Regions from separate parts of the Mus musculus genome. Here region 1 is linked to region 2. The links are chromatin contacts, called in public targeted proximity ligation maps. All regions are on one chromosome and are shown on one strand. The core of a region is the stretch at or near the end of the contact, and the rest is flanking DNA. Distances in the headings are between cores, read along the strand shown. Region 1 holds the start of Ppp1r32 (protein phosphatase 1, regulatory subunit 32). Region 2 overlaps Dagla (diacylglycerol lipase, alpha).

Region 1 (5,564 bases), core at 847-3,346, 200 kb before region 2:
GGGTAGGTGTGTCATTGTGGGAGTGAGCAGCCTTCAGAAGAAGATGTACAACTCTCAGCTCCTCCTGCACCATGCCTGCCTGGACACTGCCATGCTCCCACCTTGATGATAATGGACTGAACCTCTGCACCTCTAAGCCAGCCCCGGTTAAATGCTGTCCTTATAAGACTTGCCTTGGTCATGGTGTCTGTTCACAGCAGTAAAACCCTAACTAAGACGCCACCTCTCTCCAGAGTTTTCCCCTAACCCAGTAGATGGCCTTTATCTACTGGTGCTTGGCTAAGTGGTTCACAGTAACCTCCATTTTCCAGGAGGGACTGGAAACACATGCCCTGTATCAAGTCTCATATGTATTCAGTGACAAAGCCAGAGCTTGTGTCATGTCTGAGCTCATGATTCTGAGCTCAGGCTTTGACCTCTTCTCCAGGGGTGCCTTTGCTCTTTGCCCTAAGTGGGCCCCACCAGTGGCAGTCGCAATCTTACCATGTTTCATGTATGGAGCACCCATGAGCCTCTTTGTTGGAAAGCTGGGAGCTGCTTATTGGAGGCAAGGCTGCGTGCGTTCAGTCCTCTGGCCCGGTAACAGAGTCATGACTTTGGAGGGGGAGAATTCAGTGGGCCTCAGTTTGTCCTGAAGCCCTCCTAGACCATGATAACTTCTGAATCCGGAGTAAAGTGTGCTCGTGATCCCTGGTGCTGGTGGGGCTGATGTGGGATGTAGTAGGATTTGTTTCATGTGCCTGGCCCATATATGTGCTTATATCCTAGGCAGCACAGCCCCTTTCCCTCGGTCTTCCTTTTCTTCTGGTATCCCAGAAGAGAAGCTCACATTCTTGTAATAGCTAAAGGTTGGAAATCTACAGGCTGGCTGTTAAGCCCTGCTGTGTTAAAAGTTAAATTATTTAGCTGAGCAGTGGTGGCACATGCTTTTAATCCTAGCACTTGGGAGGCAGAGGCAAGTGACTTGAGTCCAGTATGGTCTACAGAGCAAGTTACACAGCTAGGGCCACACAGAGCAACATTGTCTCAAAAAATACCAAAACAAAAACAAAACCCAGAACCAAACAACATCAACAACAAAACCAACCAACCAAACAAACAAACAAAAACTAAAACAGTATTTAAGGTTCCCATTTGGGACACTGAACTGGCTGTTTGCAAGTAGCCATGATGGTGGAATTGGCAGATACTGAGCAGAGTTCTTCTCCACCCCTGGAGATCCAACTGTCACAATGTTTACAAGACTGAAAACCAACTTGAGGCTTGCATGCTGTTAACTGAAGTCTCTGCAGAGCTGGCCGGGAGCCTTTAGACCACAGCTTGCAAGTAAGTACCAGTGTTGCCCCTTCCTTTCAGCAGGTGTTGAACCCCTATCACCAGTCCTAAGTCACATACTTGACTAAGATAAGAAGTGACAGTGTAAAGAGGAAAGACAGCTCATCAAAGCCAACAAACAGGTCTGGTTGGAGCCTCAATTTTAACCACTGCTATGGTTATTGGCCATGTACCAAGAGCCCCAAGCTCATGGGGGAATCTGGGAAATTGTAAGAGGTAATGTGTGTAAAAAGGCTTAGGACAGATTTAGCTGGAGCAGAATATAGTAAAGATTAATTTACCAAGAGGCATAAAAGTGGGATCAGGATCCACCCAAGTGGAATCGCAACTATTTTGTTTCTTTTCCTTTTGGGGGGGGGTGGTGTTTTGTTTTGTTTGTTTTTTGAGATCTCTGGCCAGTCCAGTTGCTTTGCCTGTCTAAGCCTCTTGTTCCCCAGTGAAGAGAGGATAATAATAGCTACCTGGAAGAGCCGCTAGGAGGCTGGAGATAAAAGATGTAAAGTATCCACCGTGAGAAGTGGATACTTTGTAAATGGGAGAGATTGTCCAGGATTATCTTTTATTTCACATCAGTTAGACAAGCAACTCTTCGTGGTCTTGTCCAGGCAGCGTGGGACAGAGCCATGGAGGAAGGGCCAAATTTGTGCTATGCCTGGACTTCCCTTCCTAGACAGGTCAGCCCCTCAGTGGGCCATGGTTTGAGAAGGACTTCAGAGGCTTGGGACGCTGTTGCTAGGTGCTGGTTGCTAAGCAACACTCTGTTTCTTCTAGCTTGGCCATCTCCACCTCAGGAGGGCCAGCTTCTCTTGAGCAGCTCCAGCCTCTTGTGGCCTCTGCCGACCTCAGAGCTTGCTGCAGAGGGTAGGTGAGGGTGGGGCCTACTGTGTAGGGCCCCAGGAGAGCAAAGTCAACTTCCACAGGGAGGTGGGCGGGGGGAAGGAACTGAGTAAGAGATGGGGTGGGGGCGGGGCAGGTCTGGCAGGAGAGAAAGCTCAGGCAGGCGGTCATTTGGTCATGTACTCTCTAAGAAGCACATATAGGAGGTCAGACCAGAGGACTAGGAATTGGAGACCTCTTGTTAAGATCTTCAATTCATTTCTCAGCATCGTTTCTTGGCTCTAAAGTGGGGGCATTCGAATGTTGGTAAGAGACATGCCAGTGTGAGAGTTGAAGATGGGTTCTTTGTTTGACTTGGGATGCAGTTTCCAGAAACGGGAACAGGGCCTGTGAGGATGACTCGGGCCTCTGAGGGGGTGACTGTCATTGCAGAGGTTGAAGCCTGGGGTCAGGACTCACGAGATCTCCTGGGTTTCTTTTCAGGCCCGTGGGGCCCCTGCCTCACACATCATGATGGGGAAACTCCCTCTTGGGGTTGTCTCTCCATATGTGAAGATGAGTTCGGGGGGATGCTCTGACCCTCTGAAGTTTTATGCTACCAGCTACTGTACAGCCTATGGTGAGGACTCCTCTATGGGGTGCTACCTTCAGGACCCTGTATGGGAAGAGGGACCAGGAGAGGCACACACTCTAGGTCAATCTGAGCAGAGAGTGACCTGCCACATAGAGTGGCTCCATTCCCTGAGCCCAAGGCTCACACAATCAAGCTGGCCTTGTCTGGCTGTCCCCTTCCTTGGTCCTGTCACTGAAGTATGTCTGCACATGGCTCCTGTGACCCCATGCCACTGGCTCTGTTCTCTGGCATCATAGTCCTCCACGGGCCAGGCCTACACAGCTCCCAACACCTGGGTTGTTAGGAGTTCCCCTGGCTTAGGGTTCCTTAGGCCCTGGTGGCTGCTGGCTCTGCTTGGGAAGCCACTCCTCACCCTTCTGGTGGCCTTTGGTCCTGTTTCCTTCTTGCCCCTTGGCAGGTCGGGAGGAGTTTAAGCCCCGCCTGGGAAGCCATGTAGGCACAGGCTACAAATCCAACTATCGGCCCCTGGTCTCCTACCAACCGCACCTGGACACCCTGGACAATCCTGCCATAGGGTACAGTTTCCATTACTCCTTGTCTCCCTCCTCTGCTCTGCTGGATCTTAAATATTAGAGATGTCATTGCCCCAGGCTCCAAAGCAAGGCCTGAATGGCTCTGGGCATGCTGCCCAGTTTTGGCCCCGGGGCCAAGAAGGACTCTTAAAACATTTGGGAGAAGGATGGGAGATGATGCTCCTGGGAATAAGTACTGCAGCCCTCAACCCCAGAACAAAGAAGGTGGCCCTGGGGGGCCCATCTCTTGCTTCCTCCCACCCCTTAGGCAACAAATCCGAGACACTTCCAAGTCTGTGACCAGTCAGAGCTACTCTCCCCTAGAAGTGCCCGATGGTAAACAACCCCTGCCCTGGAACCTGCACCAGACAACCTCCAGCTACGGGCGAGAAAAACTCAACCCTGGACCACATTCCAAGGAGGTCAGTGCTGGGTCCAGGCTAGACAGGAGTGAGCCCCAGGATGTGTGCAGCAAGACAGGGAGGGTGGGTTCCTCTAGCAAGCTGAAGTAGCACCTCTACCCATTGCATAGAGCTGAGAAGACATAGCCTGGAGGAGCCAAAGTGTAGGGTGAGGGGTCGCTCCCCACTGTGGTCCTGTCTTTATCCCGATATCCCCACTGCCACTCCCTCTCCCTGCAGCCGTGTCAACACCCTCACCCCTACTCCATCCTCACAGATACCAGGATCCTAGTCATACATTCAAACCCTTTGCCACTACCCTCATTGCCTCGAGGTCACTGTCACAGTCACCCCGACCTCTTCACTTCTGTCATCATTGTTACCACCATTCAAGTCACCTCCATGGTCATGAGGATAGGTAGCCATGCATCCAAGCAATGTCCTCTGAATACATTGCACATTTGGAGGGAGTGGGCTTAGGCTGTAGCTCAGTGGGTCTCACACTTGCTGAACACATTCATGAAGTTCTGAGTTCCATCCCCCAGTGCTTCATAAACCAGACACAGTGGTCTATGCCTGTAATCCCAGCGCTGGGGATAGGGAGGCAGCAAGATAACAAGTTCAAAGTTATCCTTAGCTACACATCAAGTTTAAGGCCAGCCTGGGCCACATGAGGCCATATCTCAATGTAACTAATGACGACGATGATAGCAGGAGATATGGTTAAGGGTGTTTTCTGCTTTTCCAGAGGATGTGAGTTCCTTCCTGGGTCTCCAGCTCCTGGGTATCTGATGCCCTCATCTGATCTTTGTGGCATATACAAGCTCAGACACATAAAATACTAACAAATCTCCTTTTCTCATTTTTGGTTTCTTTTTTTCTTTCTTTCTTTTTTGTTTTTGTTTGTTTGTTTGTTTGTTTATTTGAGAACAGGGTTCCTCTGTGTAATCCTGTCTGTCCACAAACTAGCTATATAGCAACGTAGACCAGGCTGGCTTCAAACTCACAGAGATCTTCCTGCTTCTGTCTCCCATGTGCTGGGATTAGAGGTGTGTGCCACCACAGCCTGGCTAATATATCTCTCTTTTTTTTTTTTTTTTTGAATCCAATTCTTTTTATTTACATATGTGTATTATCATGTGGGCTTTAAATATATCTACCATTTTCACATTATAATACCCAGAAAGGCACATGATATGTTAATTATGCATTAGCAATGGCTAACAGTTACTGGACACTGACTGACAATAATATATCTCTTAAATGTAAAATAAAATTAAAAATGTTGGAAGGGGTAAGAGCAGAGAGAAATACAGCTCGGAGGAAGTGGGGGATGAATCAGAAGCCCAAAGACTGGGAAAGAAGTTAGCATGGAAACACTAGGCAAGGTTCAAAAGAGGCCATTCCTCTAGCCACAGCTACCTAAGGGATATGTGTTCCAAGCAGTGTCTGCAACAAAGTTCAAAGGCCCTGGGGGGGGAGTTCCTGGTTGAGGGGCCCAACAAGGGTTTAAGTGCCTGCAACAGTCTGAGGACCCAAAGTCCCCATGGGCTGCTGTCAGGGTATGAGAATCACCACGAGCAGGATGTGGGGCCCCTCTGATGTCACTGTAATAGACTCACAGACTGCCTGCCATGAAGGTGCTCTGTAGCAGTGGAGGACAGAATGTGACTGGCACTCTCTCTCACGGGTTTTCACTCCTCCAGGTCAGGAAGGTCCACTTCGACACCCAGGATCACGGGCCTCAGACTATCACAGGACTGGAGCCCAAGGAGGTTCCCCTGATCCACCAGCAGCAGGGCAAGGGCTCCACGGAGTGGGAGAACTCGCACTATGTGAGTGGGT
Region 2 (5,436 bases), core at 2,912-5,411:
GGAGTGAGGAGTTGACTGTCCAGGGAAAATCCTCAAACTTCAAGCAAACTTCAGAACCCTGTGACTACTCCTGATGGCGTTTCCTGCCATGGGCCTGTTCCCTTGTACTTGTGCGCAGGTTCGCCTGAGTCAGGACTGGGCTGAATCAGAACTCTTTGGAAATATGGTGCTTCTGTGTGGGGCCAAGTAGCTCCTGGCCTGTGATTTAAAGGCCGCCCTCCAGGTCTTTCTGCTCATTGCCCGAGTGTTCTCCCTATCACTGTCGACTTTGTCGACTCTCAACCTAGACTATCCATGTTCTTTCACCTCACATTCACCTTGGCCAGGTCCCAGGATCTGACCCCACCAGCCTCTTTTCAGCCTCCTCTCCGTCCCTGCCTCTGCTAACCTGGTCTTGGCCCCACTCTGTTTCCTCCTTTGTGTAGAGGTGTATGGTAGAGCTGTATGTTCTGTGCTCGCCCCCTCTTACCTCCTCCAGTGGTCTCTCTTTCTGCCTTGCTTGACCCAATTCTGGCTCTGTGTTCTCTGGGCAGCCACACTCAGGTCTGTGTAGCCTCTCTGTCTTGTAATAGAATTGTCCTTGCCTTATGTAAAGAATGGCTTGGATTATCTCTTTTTCTTCTGGACTGGAGATGCGTGGGAATCTGACCTCATGTCACTCCATGGCTCATCTCTGTTACCACCCCTTATGTCCTTGGCATGTGGCGGGCACACAGAGAGTAGAGGATGGGTACAGTAAAGAGTTGCTTAGCCAGACCCATCTGTGTCCACATGGCCCTGTGCTCTCTCCCATCATCTCCTCCTCGTCTCCCCTTGAAGCCTGCCCTGCCCCAAGCTAGAAAACTTGGAACCAAAGCTGACTTCTGTGAGGATCAGTGTCCTTGTTCTACAAGGTCTGGGGACCACCTTCTGTCCTGTGCTCCTGGTCAGCCAGGCCTGGGCTCCTAAGAAGGGAGGTCTCGCTCAAAGGCAAGCTGCCAGGTAGGAGAAGGAAGCTGCCGCCTGTTTAAACAACTGACACCCCAAAGGCCCCAGTCAAAGTGGGGTTTGTTCCGGTGAGGCTCCCAGGGGGATGACATATTTGGGATCCAGTTTCAACTAAAAATCACACAGAGACTGTGGGGGCTGAGAAGGTGAAGAGGAGGCTTAGGGTCCAGGGGCTTAGGAGCTTTTAACACTGAGTGGGCTCCAGAGAGAACCCAAAGCCAGAGGCTGTGGTAGTGGTACAAATAGCAGCAGGTCTCAGGTGGCTGTGTCTCTTTGTTATCTCTTGGGCTGTCTGGGGCCTGGGGTCCTTAATACCTGGCCTGTGAAGAGGGTTTGCAATCAAAGTGCTACTCTTTGGGTTTGGTGTTCCCCATGGCCGGCTGAGGCATTGCTCTGGTCTTGGCTACTGCTCTTATCTCGCCTCTTCTTCAGGTGGGTGCCGACTCTCCAGCTGCAAGGATGTTCTGGTCAGACAGGCGCTATCTGAAATGAGCAGGGAGGGGGCCCCTGGAGGCCTCCAAGCCCACGATTCTAGGTCATCTCCCGCAACATCCAGAGATTGGAGTGGTATTTATAGCTGCCAGCGGCCACTGAGGGTGGAGAAGCCAGCACGAGCTATGACGCAGGCCCGACCCCCCTCACTGCCATCCCTCACTCCAGAGCCTTCCTGGGATGTGCAGGAAAGGACTGTGCCTGCTGAGGAAGCAGGCTTTGTCACATTACCGCCCTGAGTCCCGAGGGAGATGAGGTACTAGGGTTGGCCTAGCAGGAGCCTCAGCCTCTCTGGTCTCACCAGGACCTTGTCTGGCCCGAAGAAACAGGATGGGAAGCCTATTAGCGCTCACCTGCCCTGCTAGCCTTATATGCATGTTGCCAGTCGCTCTTTCCTTGAAAGATTTGCCCCCTGAAGATAGGGTTCACTGACTTCTTATCCTGGTGAGGCTCCTCTCTCCACAATGGGCAATAGCCCCAGGTTGACTGAAACGGGGCCTGCCAAAACCCTGCTACCACCCCTGCTCTGGTCTTGCCAAGTGGCAGCAGAGAGCCCCAGCTCCTCCTCCTGCGGCACCAAGGGAATGAAACCACAGAAGTGACAGTGTGACAAGACTGGGCACCTGACTATCAGGGGCAAGGCCTCTTGAAAGGAAGGTATCACTACACAGGCTGGGCCCTGCCTCTGCCCAGCCTTAACCTATCCTGAACAAAGTGGACCATGAGTTCTGTCCAGGTCCCACATGGGCAGCTTTGTGCTGGAGGCAGGTGTCCTGCTCCCCAGTGCCTCTGATTTTCAGCCTGCTGGTTGCTAAGAGTCCTGGAACCTCTATCACAGACTAGGAAGAAGTAGGCAGAGCCAAAGCTTTCTCCCCAGGAACGTGCAATGTAATAGAGAAGGTGAAGCCCATACCAGAAACCTGCAGAAAGTAGGCCACAGGCTGAGCTGATCTACCATCAGGACTGGAGTTTGGGGGAAGTTGGGGACAGGTACCCAAACAGACCTTACAGACAACAGCAGAAGCAGCACATGAAGCAAGGGGGCCAGGAGAGGACAGACTCTCTGGCCAGGGGCAGTTGGTGGGAACCATGGACAGGAACAGAGCCCGGCACAGAACCAAGAGTTAGGACATAGAGGATGGTCTTGGTGATCATGGCAGGATGCAGGACGTCGGGCACTTGGTAGAAAGCCAATGCCTGAGAGTTTTAATTTTATTTAAAGGCCACTTAGGAACCATGATATGCTTTAGAAAAACAAAGAAACTATTGGAAGTGTATATGATGGGGGAGGGGTGCACACATTTCCTAGCATGCCTGTGGAAGTCTAGGACAACTTTGTGGAGTTGGTTCTGCCCGTGGGTTCCATCAGACTCTTGTTTGTGTGGCAAGCGCCTTTGCCTGCTGAGCCATCTCATTGGCTAGCCCATGCTAAGTTTTTGAAGAAGACAGTGAGCGGTTCCTAAAGCAGTGTATGTAGTTTACACTGCCAAGCATCAAGCATCCTGCCGTGTCAGAGTCTGCTCTCAACACTCCACAACATTGAAATGGCTTTGTCCCACTGTCCCTCAGCCCACGAGGGAAGCGCTGTCATCAGTGTCAGCCGGTTACTGATGGGGAAATGGTCACTGACTCATCTGACTTGTCATAGGAAGTGGCTAGCCCCTCCCGGACTGCACTCCGAAGTCTTCGCCCAGTGGATGGCTGAGAAATAGAGTCCCTGGGCCAGGGCCAGGTCCAGCCTGTGCTCCACCCAGCAGTAGGGGCCCTCCAGGCACTGCCCCTTCTCGGAGGCCTCTGTAACTTGTGATGAGTCCAGCTTTGTCCTACTGTGGGAGGGATAAGAGGGAGTGTGAAAATAGAAGTTGTGGCCTGAGGTCAAGAGTTTTCTCCTATAGGCCCTTCTGCTCTCCTAGCTCAGGCAATGGAGGAGATATGGAATGGCCTCCCAAGCCTGGAAGGACACCTGAGCAGCATCCCAAGGCTCTCTCCCTAAATGCCAGAGTTGACCAGAGGGCTCCTCTATCTCATGGCTCTCAGACATTTTTGAGCACTTAGTTCAAAGCCTAGGGATATATACAGCAACTAAACCCTGCTCTAAATGACATGGAGGGCCAGGCTCCAGAGACCTGCCTGCCGTGATCACCTCCCTTCATCTGGGGTCCCCTCAGATAGCACAGAAAGAAGGAGAGCCAAGCAAAGGAGAGACTGGGCCATAAAGCTATTGGTGGTCCCATGTTACACAGTTGGGGGGTGGAGGGTGGGTGCTGGCCCTTTGAGTCACCAGAGCTCTGTAGAGCAGCTCCCTGGGGAAGGAGCTCTGCTTGCCATCATTTGATCCCTGCTGGCTTTGAAGATGACTTGGGAGTGGCTGAAACCCAAGAGCCAGAGCTTCTGGCCTGTGCCCTAGATGGCTGTACTGCCCAGGTGGTGGCTCTCCAAGGCACACACAGCTCTGAAGGCTTTCTCTAACCTTCGAGCAGCATGCACTCAAGCAGACCAGATCCGAGGGCTGGTCTACTGCCTGAGGAGGTGGGGCTGAACGTGGCTCAGGGTAGGCTGGGCCCAAGGGGTGGGGGGTTCCCAGAGGGGAGGTGTCATACTTGGCGTGCCCACTTAACACCTCATTAACGACCTCATTAGGGATCCCCTAAGGAAGTGGAAGGTGCTAATTCTTCTCTGAGGTGTCACCAGCACCAGAGACTGACAGTCTCCTCTGGAGGAAGTTCTGAGGAGCTGAGAATGGGGTAGAGCTGAGATCTGGTGAACTTCCCTGCAGGGGGCCATCTGGGAAGCCAAGAACTCCCAGCATGCAGCCCCAGCAAAAGGAAGGCTTCGGGGAAGAGCAGTGTGGTGGAGGAAATCTTGGACTGGGTGGGGCGCAAGAGGAGGCCTCTGTCCTCAGGGCGTGCTGAGTTTGGGTGGGGAAGAGCTCTGCAGTATGACAACCTGAAACTCAGTTGCACAGGCAGATAGGTACACAGCTTTCTCATAGGAATGTGGATTTGGCGTGGTCTACAACCTTGTGGCCTTGGGCAGGAGCTCAGTAGTCCCAGCTGTCCCCTCTAGAGAGATGACATTCCTGCCTCACTGACTTGTGGGTCCAAGGAGTCCAAGGAAACAACTCTGGTAGTTTCCTCAGAGATACCACCAGCCCTACCTGAGAAGAGGTCACTCAAGGATTGGGGCCAGTGCAGGTCTGCCTGCCACTGGGAATGGATGGCCAGGGACTTTCTGTTGCAGGGCAGCAGACTTGGTGCAGAGGTAAAGGTTCTGCACTCACTGCAGGAAACTGAAGAATGAACCAGAATGGGAACAAACCTTGAGCCACTGGCTCTGCAAGTGCTCACCTGCTCCTCCCAGCCCCTCCTCCTCCAAGAAGGGAGTGGCTTCACTATCTCATTTGCATATAAGGAAACTGAGGCTCAGAAAAGCAATGATCCAGAACTGGAGGGAAGGCGGAGGTTGCTTCTTGGGGCAGCCTCCAGCTCTGTGTACTTGAAAGAGGGAGTGGTCAGGAGATCCAGTGGGGTGAGCTGTACTGCAAGGGGTGGGAGGAGACTGGCTGCATGCCTAATGCCACCTGCCTGCTCCAGCCCAGCAGCTCCCAGGGGAAGAGTGCCACCTGAGGCCAGCACGGCCTGCCTGAGCTCCCTCCAGGCCACCTCTGCCCAAAGAACTGAAACACGTACGAGAGGCCTATGGGAAGAAAAAGATCTCTAAGAAAGAATTCAGAAGTAAAGCCCGGCCTGGCCAGAGCTAGAGGGACCTTTCACCTTCAGGAACTCCCCCTGCCCAGGACAGAACGTGGAGAGTCCGGTCCAGGCTGCTAAAGAGAGGGTCCTGCCGCTCTCTCTGGCCCTACCTCCCCCATTCCTCAGCAGCCAGCAGCCCTCTCAGAACAGCCAGCAGGAAGCGAAAGGCCCCAATTGATTCCTGGGGAGTTGGCTGGTGTCAGTG

Evidence for each region.
Region 1: a contact with region 2 is called in a targeted proximity ligation map of embryonic stem cells, with 3 times the contacts expected there. A contact is called at or near these places in 5 of 39 promoter capture datasets (cranial neural crest, embryonic stem cells, frontonasal cranial neural crest and 2 more), 51 of 484 Hi-C or Micro-C datasets (the AML12 cell line, B cells, the C2C12 cell line and 32 more), 7 of 130 datasets of targeted methods (embryonic stem cells, epiblast stem cells, forebrain and 2 more) and 3 of 9 other capture datasets (adipose tissue, embryonic stem cells and liver).

What each region holds. Positions count from the first base shown.
Region 1 is chr19:10,479,460-10,485,023 of GRCm38.p6, reverse strand. Ppp1r32 (protein phosphatase 1, regulatory subunit 32) reads left to right here and starts at 2,096. Exons shown (of 14, transcript NM_133689.2): 1 at 2,096-2,196; 2 at 2,656-2,791; 3 at 3,204-3,321; 4 at 3,587-3,740; 5 at 5,426-5,554. The coding sequence starts at 2,683.
Region 2 is chr19:10,277,561-10,282,996 of GRCm38.p6, reverse strand. All of the region lies in intron 1 of Dagla (diacylglycerol lipase, alpha), which reads left to right. Among named protein-coding and RNA genes, the nearest start is that of Gm30042, 9.9 kb to the left of the region's middle.